Linked DNA regions of Gossypium hirsutum: region 2 is linked to region 1. A link is a contact called in public Hi-C data. All regions are on one chromosome and are shown on one strand. The core of a region is the stretch at or near the end of the contact, and the rest is flanking DNA. Distances in the headings are between cores, read along the strand shown.

What was found. Hi-C and Micro-C count contacts between places; a contact is called where the count stands out from the background.
Region 2: a contact with region 1 is called in a Hi-C map of leaf, with 2.3 times the contacts expected there. The contact joins the promoter of LOC107926601 here to the promoter of LOC107920494 in region 1. A contact is called at or near these places in 4 of 34 Hi-C or Micro-C datasets (callus and leaf).

Annotation. Positions count from the first base shown.
Region 1 is chrA12:16,164,272-16,169,148 of Gossypium_hirsutum_v2.1, reverse strand. It overlaps LOC107920494 (UDP-glycosyltransferase 72E1), which reads left to right and starts at 2,625. Exons shown (of 1, transcript XM_016850236.2): 1 at 2,625-4,274. The coding sequence starts at 2,754. The coding sequence ends at 4,187.
Region 2 is chrA12:16,428,698-16,433,574 of Gossypium_hirsutum_v2.1, reverse strand. LOC107926601 (NEDD8-conjugating enzyme Ubc12) reads left to right here and starts at 2,159. Exons shown (of 6, transcript XM_016857499.2): 1 at 2,159-2,581; 2 at 2,794-2,902; 3 at 3,069-3,147; 4 at 3,241-3,357; 5 at 3,441-3,594; 6 at 3,675-3,890. The coding sequence starts at 2,473. The coding sequence ends at 3,578.

The DNA of each region.
Region 1 (4,877 bases), core at 1,376-3,875:
AAAAGTGTCACACATAAGTCCTATTAACTAAATTCACATGCAATTGACTAAATCGAAGCTTAAAACTTTCACACACTCATATTCACATGTTTTAGACAATAAATATTATACTCAAATACTTTGGTGACTCGGTTTAGCGGTCCCGAAACCACTTTTCGACTAGGGTCAATTTAGGGTTGTCACAATAGACAATTTGTAAAAGGACTTTCCATGATTCCCTTGCCATTAACTAAACTACTTCAAAAAGATGTTAAGCTTGAATGGACGGATTGATGTCAGCAAAATTTTGAAAGGTTGAAAACAGCTTTGACAGATGCTTCAGTTTGGTATCGAGATACCCTCTTTGGGTATCGCAATATCCACCTTCCAAGAAAGACCTCAAGGCTCGACATTGCCCAAGGTATCGTGATATCCACTTTTAGGTATTGCGATACCACCTTTTTCAGAGGGACAAACTTGGACAAAAAGGGTAGTCTTTGTCTACTTGATCCACCAATCACCCAAGGTCTATGTAGGGGCATTTTTGGCAACAAAAAGTCACCAGAAGACACCTTAAAACAACAAAAAATTGTTGAGGAGGAGAGACACACACATTATCTTAGTTTTAGGTTTAGTTTTCTCTAGGTTTCTCTTAGTTTTCTCTGCATTTTTCTATGGTTTTTATTTTCTCTTCTTTTACCTTAGTTTAGAGCTTATTTTTCTGCATTTACTTCTTGTTCTTTATGTTGTTAGTGTTAATTAAGCTAGTTATTACTGTAGCTAAGGTTTATTTACATTTTCCAGCCCCTGCACCTTTTAAGACTCTTTGAGCTTTAGTTTAATGTATTTCAGTTTCTTTTGCTTTAAATCTATCAAAGCTTGTTTCTTTTATATTTATTACTTTAGATTTTCTTGTTAAATGCTTTTAGTTTCATGTTATTTACATTTTCTTGCATAAAAATCCTAACTTTGATATTTTTCTTAAGCTTTACTTTCATGGTCGCCTTGTTTTTCATTTCCATGTTTATTTCTTTTACTTTGAGCATGAGTAGTTAACCCCCAAAAGAGGTTGGTTGATGGAGATATGGGTAACTAAAATCTTTTGACAAATGACTAAATGATAATAAATTGGACTAAATTGAATAGACCTAAAAATTTAAGAAGTGACGCCCCTAAGGGAATATCAAGGCAAGTGAGGCCAGAAGGTAATCTTGTCGCCCATCACTGACATTGTTTACCTTATTTTGTCCTGATTAAGCCCCGAATGACCCTTGTTTGTAAAAAGTAAGCCTAGAAATGACTTGAAAAACTTTCAAAGAGTCAATTTATGTTAAAGTAAAGTCTTGAAATTGATGCTCAAATTAAGTTAGCTTTAGTGTCCAATTGTAACATCTTTTGCTCATGATGTACTAGTTTGTCCCGGGTAAGGGGTGTTACAGATTCATTTCAGTAGGAGCATAATTTTTTAAGTTGATAAAAAAATAGTTTAGACTAGGATTTTTAACATGTTGACATTTTAGGATAGTGTTCTTTTTGTTGTAATTGTTAAATTAACTAATGTTTTGAGTAATGAGGTGTTTGTGACTTATCTTTATAACTTCTTTAGAGGTTTTTATATGAAATAGAAGTTACATTGATTAAGAAAAAATAATATTTTATGGAAAAACTTTTGAAGAACATTACAAATAAAAGAGGGACCTGAGTTCGACTTGCACCCTCTCATGCCCGTAAACATATATATTAGTATGATTTTTTATCACGCTTCGCATATTTTTTTTAACTAAATTATAGATTAAAATTTGAAGATTAAAATATACTTCAAGTCTCTTTACTCTTCGTGTATTTAGAATTTAATCTTCATACTTTTATTTTTAAGAATTTAGTCCCTCTACTTTTTGAATTTAAAAATTCAAGTCTAATTGTTAACACCATTAAATTCTTTTGTTAATTTCACTTGAATGGTAATTTAAAAATACAAAAAAAATACTTACCCATATAACAAAAAATATATATTATAATTAATGTAAACTAAAAGTTAACTATTCTTAAAAGTTACATAATTTTAATCTAAATAAAGGGTTTAGGCTATGAATGGCCTATTAAAATTTGATGATTGTTATAATCTATAAAAAAGACTTTGCACATTCATACTCTGCCACATTTACTCTGTCTCTCTCTCAAAATAAGATAAGAGCAACACGTGCCTAGGTAGGAAGGTCCAAAGCGCTTATATATAGGTTATAGATCATAGATATTAATGCATAATGGACCAAACATTTATTTATTTTTATTATAGATATTAATATATAATAAGCCAAACATTTATTTTAAAATAATTTAAATTAAAATTTGAAATAAAACAAAACCAAATAAAAATACCACATGCCATGTGACTTGAAAGTAAACAACATGATACTAATAAAAATGATGGAATTATTTAATACGAATGTTTAAATTAAAATTTTTATTTTTAAAGTTTAAAATAAAAAATTAAATAATTAGTTATAGAATTTATCCTTTTTTTATTTTCGGCCATGTTGATTTAAATAACATTAAATTCGGAAGTTTTCCAATTTTTTTATAAATCGAGTTTGAACGGGTTGGATCCCATTTGTGCACTCTCTAAATCCTATAATATCCTATGACGAATGAACTGGACCTCCTATCTATAAATAAGACACCAACGAATGCAGTGCACCGCCACTCTTAAACTTACCCCATCTTAACTGATTCTCTTCCGTTAGTATCAAAGTTAGTTTGCGGACCAGCATTCCATGGAAACCACAATGTCTCATATAGCTCTCCTTGCAAGCCCTGGAATGGGACACTTGATCCCAGTGCTGGAGCTTGCCAAGCATCTTGTTTCCCATCAAAGCTTCAAAGTTACTGTCTTTGTTGTGGCAACCGACCATGCCTCACTCGCAAACACCCATCTACTTGAATCACCAGCAGACTCTGGTGATCTCCTTGATATTGTTTTACTTCCTTTTATTGACGTTTCCGACATAGGTGGACCCTCTGTTTCGTTTATAGCAACAATAGTGACAACGGTGCTACGGTCTATGCCGTTTCTCAGATCTGAAATCTCTAAGATGGAGTTTCGCCCCACAGCTCTAGTTGTGGACTTGTTCGGAACTGATGCTTTGGAGATTGCGGATGAATATAATATGTTAAAGTTCGTATTCATAGCTTCTAATGCATGGTTTCTTGCAGTTATGTTGTGTACTCTGGAGATTGATAGGAAAGAGATCGATGAGCATGTTAAGAACCGTAAGCCACTGCACATTCCGGGTTGCAAGCCCATTAAGTTTGAGCATAACCTCGAAGTTTTTTTCATGGATGCCAACGATCCATTTTACCAAGGATATGTTGAAGCAATCAATAAAATGTCTTTGACTGATGGCATTTTGGTTAATACTTGGGATGAACTTGAACCCACAACTCTTAAAGCCTTGAGAGAGACAAAGAAGGTACCCATTTACCCCATCGGTCCACTGGTGAGACCAATTGAAAAGTCGGCTTTTGGTAACGAAATAATAGCTTGGCTCGATAAGCAACCGAAACAATCAGTTATTTACGTGTCGTTTGGGAGCGGCGGAACCTTATCTGCCCAACAAGTTAAAGAGCTAGCTTGGGGGCTGGAGCTTAGCCAACAAAAGTTTGTTTGGGTGCTTCGTCCTCCTATTGAAAATGACGCAGCAGGGACCTTTCTCGCTTTGGGAAATGGATCTGATGCCACCCTAAATTATTTGCCTGATGGGTTTCTGGTTAGGACCCAAGATCGAGGGCTACTAGTCCCTATGTGGGCACCCCAAGTCGAAGTATTGAGTCATCCGTCGATTGGTGGGTTTTTAACCCATTGTGGGTGGAATTCAACCATGGAGAGTATAGTCAATGGGGTGCCGATGATTGCATGGCCTCTTTACGCTGAGCAGAAGATGAATGCTTCGATGTTGACGGAAGACATTGGAGCAAGCATTCGAGTGATGGCGGTAGAATCAGATGCAGCGGTGGGGAGAGAAGAGATAAGATTGGTGGTTAGAAAAATATTGGTGGATCGTCAAGGACGAAACATACGATCAAGGATTAAGGAGCTAAAAGATAGTGCGGAAAATGCATTGGCCAAAGGTGGTTCGTCTTATAATTCCATGTCCCAAGTTGCAAACATCTGTATTCAGCACCTGAAAACAAAGGCTTCTGGGGCTTGATCATGTTTTAATGTTTTAAATAAACACATTGTCATGTACGTATAAATTATGAACATGAATAAATTCGTTTAAGGTGAATTCTGGTAAGTTTATAGTTGAACCCAATACTCCTTTTTTAACTTTTTCTGTCCAATTCAAAACTTTACATGGTAAATAGGAATCCTATTCAAGCCCCATTCCATACTCTATTCCAATGAATGACCCATTCTTTTCTTTTTACATCCGAGGCTGTATTGACTATCTGAGGAGACCAAAGAATGCTATCACTGGTCTCCAACGAATAGTGAAATATACTTTTTTTACCCTCGCCAAAAATGTAAGAAACCTGAAGAAGAAAGGAGATAATAGGGGATGAGGGAAAGGGAGAGGGAGCCGACTAACCCCACAAATAGTGATGCCGGAGCACAATTCACTGGAAAACAAAAGTAGAACTTTAAAAAAATTCATAAAAATAAACATATTTCTCAAAATACAAGCATGAAAAACATCTTAAAAAATAAATGAGAAATATCCTAGAATTTTAGTTAAAAGAAGTTTTTGGTGACGTAGATTTTCAAATTTTGCAGAACAAACAAACGAAGGAGAAAGGCATACTAAACAATCAGACCCTATTAAGAGAGAAAAGGTTGAGAGAGATGAGCATATGGGTTGGTAGTGTTTTTGAAAAATGATTAGATCAAATAACAAGAT
Region 2 (4,877 bases), core at 910-3,409, 260 kb before region 1:
GGTTAAATCTAAATAATTAATATAACGAGAGGTAATTTTGTAAATACTCCAGGCAAAGCGAGGTGGGTTTACACTAAACTTGAGCCCGACTATTTTCTAAATTTACCTAATCCACCTCAAACCATTTTTCCCCCCTAATTCCACCCTATTAAATCAAATCCAATCCAAACCGTCCTATTTTAGTATAGAAATTATTATAACTATTAATTCTGCCCACGTTTAAGAAGGATTTAACTTTTAAACAACTAATGAAAAAAAGGAACATTGATTATTGATCTAGTTTGATTGATGATAAAAATGGACAATTTATTCTATATCAAATTATAAGTATTTTGTTGGTTCATAAAAATAAACACCAAATTAATCAAAGATAAAAAAAAACTATAGTGATAAAAATTATTTTTATGAATTTATTGTAAGACATAAAAAAATGACTGAAAATATAGACAAAAATTATTATAATTTGTTTGTTCCTGAAAATATTTTATCCCCTAATCACTTACGAGAATTATGAATTTAGATTTCTTTCAATTTAAGGGATAAAAATGGCATATATAGAAATGCAATATTTTTAAATAATGTAAAACACTGTGGTCAAGTTTTGACTAAAAACAGATATCTTGATAGTGATAAAAAGAACAAGTTGAGTTAATTATTTATTTTTTAATTAAATTATAATGTAAAAATTTAAAGGTTACAATTTGTTCAAAAATTTTGTAATCTTCGTATATTTAAAATTTAATCTCTATATTTTTATTTTAAAAAATTTAGTCTTTCTACTTTTCGAATTTATAAATTTTAGATCCATTTGTTAACACTTTAATTAGAATGCTAACAATTCTTTATAAGAGCCTGTGCGAGAAATATAATGGCACTAACAATTTTACACAATAAAAGAATTTTAATAGTGCTAACAATTCTACACCAACTCTTATAAAAATACATTTAGGTTGGTTAAAAAAAATAAAAATGTTATAAAGATCTATTTATCATTCCCATTAACATTGTAACCAAGTTAAAAATAAAATATTATATAAGCTAATCACCGTGAAATCTTTAAAAGAGCCTGTGCGAGAAATATAAAAAGTCAATGATGGAAGATGAAAAAGAAGACCATTTTACACAAGTATGAACTAAAGACTCAAATGTTTTTTTAAGTGTGCAAATAATTAAGTAAAGAGTAAAGAATACCAACAGTTACTAATTTTGATTTTAATGATAAAACAGTTATTCAACTTTTAACTCAATCACTAAATTTTCGAAAAATAAAAAATCAATCACCACTAACCATTTTTCATTACAGATGTAAAGGGAGCGGCCATTTTCCATCATTCTCTCATCCTCTTCTCTCGTCTCCCTCCCCCTATCATCACTCTCCCATCCCTCTCCCTCTTCCCCACCATCCCTCCCCCTTACTCTAATTCTTTCCCTCTCTCCCACCATCCCTTTCCCACTGCTAACCCACCCACCCTTTAAGCCTCTTGACTTTGTCTCCTAAAACCATGGGTTATGTTCTTCCCAACCAAAATTCTCAGTTAAATGAATAAAAAAAAGTATTGTTCTTAATTAAATCAAAGTTCATATATAATTTTGAGATTTATATCTAAAAATTTTAAAATATTAAAATTTTATCAATCGCATTTAGTAGAGTTTGAAAATGAGATTATATTATCTTTTAGAAGAATACTACTTACTATAATTGTTTTATAATACAATCAAACACAATTTATAATTGCTAGATTTGTTTAGGTGATAAATTTGAATATTTTTTAATTATTTAAATAATTACAAAAAATGTTATTTCAATTAATTAATCAGTTAAATAATACTTTTGGTTATTCCAAATATTTTTATACTATCTCAAGACGAATTATTTGTCTGTAAACTAATATCTTAATTTGCAAAAAATAAAATAAAACAAAAAGTATAGTGGAAATCTAAATATTAACATTATTTTACGAATTCTTAATATTTATGACGAAAGCCCACAAATATCTTAATATGTCATCATTCTCTTTTAAGTTAATCACTATTGTTGAGTGATTGACTATTCTAAAAAACTTTGATACAAAATAAAAAAGAGCATGTGCACAATGATAGATTAAGAAAGCTTACTTGAGAGATTAAATAGAGAGCTTGAGTCAAATAAACATGCTCCCAATAACATTGATATAATACTAAAAAAATATATGTATTTTTAAAATATTAAAAATTTAATATAAAATTTTATTCAAATTTCTTTTTAAAGCTATCGGTTAAGCGGGAATAGGGGATCCTTATCGCCGCTATTTTCTGTTACATTGTTATTTGCGGCAGCCATTCACTGCGATTGATTTGAACTTTGTTTATATCGCTGCGCCACCGCTATTTGGACCCCTGATTTTGATTGATATTATTTTGATTCCATTACTAAATTCTGATTAATGGCTTCTTTTAAAAGTTTTTAACACCTATTAGCAGGAGCCAGGAGCTATGATTCGATTGTTTAAAGTAAAAGAAAAGCAGAGAGAAACTGCTGAAAATGCAAAGGATGAAGCCGTCAGGAGAAAGCAAACTGCGGGCGAGTTGCGTTTACACAAAGGTTTGCTTGTTTACTCAATCCATGTCTTATTTTATTTTCCCCCTAAATCCCCTTCATTTTTGTTGCAAAATTCTTTAGCTTTCTTAAAGATTGAATGAGATTGAGCGCTGAAGCAACTGGATTTAAGAGGATCGGTTTGATCTAGGATCCAATTAGGCAATCAGAGGTTAATCAATTTGAATGTTATGCTTGATTTTGCCTTAAATTTGCAGACATTTCTGAGCTGAACCTACCCCAATCCTGTGGCATAGCATTTCCTAATGGAAAGGATGACCTGATGAACTTCGAGGTTTCGATTCGACCTGATGAAGGATATTATCAGTAAGAGCTTTGTTTCATGACTCGTATCTTAAACCAAGTAACTTGGTTGTTTTCTAGCAATAATATTTTGGTTAAATCTGTTCTTAGAAGTGGAAAAACTCTTGTTTCACATACAATTCGGCTTATCGCATTTAATAATTTGCCCAACTTACTGCTGCTTTCGCAGCGGTGGCACATTTTTGTTCTCCTTCAAGGTTTCTCCCATCTATCCACATGAGGCACCCAAAGTTAAGTGCAAGACAACGGTAGGTCCCCTGATCCTTGTACCCAAATCGTGTTGGTTTATGTTCTGTTTTGGTTATAACCTGGGTTGTTTGGTGTTGTACTCCGATTTCCAGATCTACCATCCAAATATTGACTTGGAAGGAAATGTTTGCCTTAACATCTTACGTGAAGACTGGAAGCCCGTGCTCAATATAAACACAGTAATCTATGGACTATATCATCTGTTTACGGTAATGGCTATTGTATTTCTATGAATTTGCTGCCATCTTTTCCAAGTATTTGTATCCGTATGATATTTGAATCTTGTGTGAAGGAACCAAATTACGAGGATCCTCTAAATCATGATGCTGCTCAAGTGTTGAGGGATGATCCAAAGTTGTTCGAGTCTAACGTGAGATGGGCTATGAAGGGTTGCCGTATCGGAGACACCTTTTACTCACAGTGTATCTAGCTTTTGCGAGTGTAACGTATGTCACTGAGGGCTTTAGAATGTGACATTCACCGTAAGCTCATACTGATGTCGTTGCTGTTTGCTTTGGTGTAGCAGGAAACCGCATGTGCTTGTTCTATATGGAATTGGACTTCGTCTTTGCAGCTCTCCTTTTAATTACAATATTCGAAAAACCTTTACTTATAGCTTTGTAATTGTGTATCTTTGCCCTGCACCCCTACCTTTATTTGAAAATACCCAAGATTCGTGTGGTTTTCACACAAGGGCTTCTCTCCTTCTATATTATAATAACTTGCGTCCTTTGTTTCAACACAAGATTTGGTTTCTGTTTTACCATTTTCTTCACCTCTCAAGACTTTGAATAAAAGGAGACGAAAACATAAACAAAACCTGGTCTCCTACGTAACAATGTCACCAAGTAATCACAAGACAAATGAAAACAAAGAAAATGATTGAAGTTTTCTTCCCGAAACTAATTGTCACCATACTAGCTGCAGTCTACTGTGTATATATATATTGTTATTTTTATATATTAAATAATGAGATTAAAGATAAAAATATTTATAAAAATGAAATTTTAATTGAAATGGTAAAAAAATTATTTTAAAAATATTGGTGATATCAGTTAAAATATTATATATGTAAAATTTACAATACCAAATAAAAAAATACTTATCAATTATATAAAATTTTATTTAACAAGTTTCATAAATACAATCCATCATCAAATTAATTCAAAATAAACAAGCAAAAAAAAAATCATAAATCAAGGTTTATAGGTTAAAAGAGGCCTTATGAAAAAAAAAATCCATTGAGCCCCTGCACTAAATTCGCACCCAATTAAGCTCTTGCTGTTAATAAAAAAATCAATTAAGCCCTTTCGTTAACAATTTCATTCTTTGACCATGTTGATCGTTAAAATTAGTTGATGAACCAATCAAATGGTGACATGTGAAAGCTTTTGATTTAAGCTTGTATCTCTCATTAAAAATTATAGATTTATGAACTTTATAAAAATCTAATAAATTATAATTTTTTTATAAAAATCGTAAAAAGCTTATAAATGTTATAAAAATATAATAAGTTCTAATAAATTATAAAAAATATTTTTAATAAAATTATAAAATATATGTAAACTACAAAAATTCATTTATTGGTTCCTCATTTTAAAAATTAGACCCCTAAAATAAAAATAAACACATGACATTAGATCAACTATTGGATAATGAGAATAATTGTCATAATCAATATTGTTTAAATTGAACTGGGTAAGCCAATTGAATTAGTTGGCCGAAATCA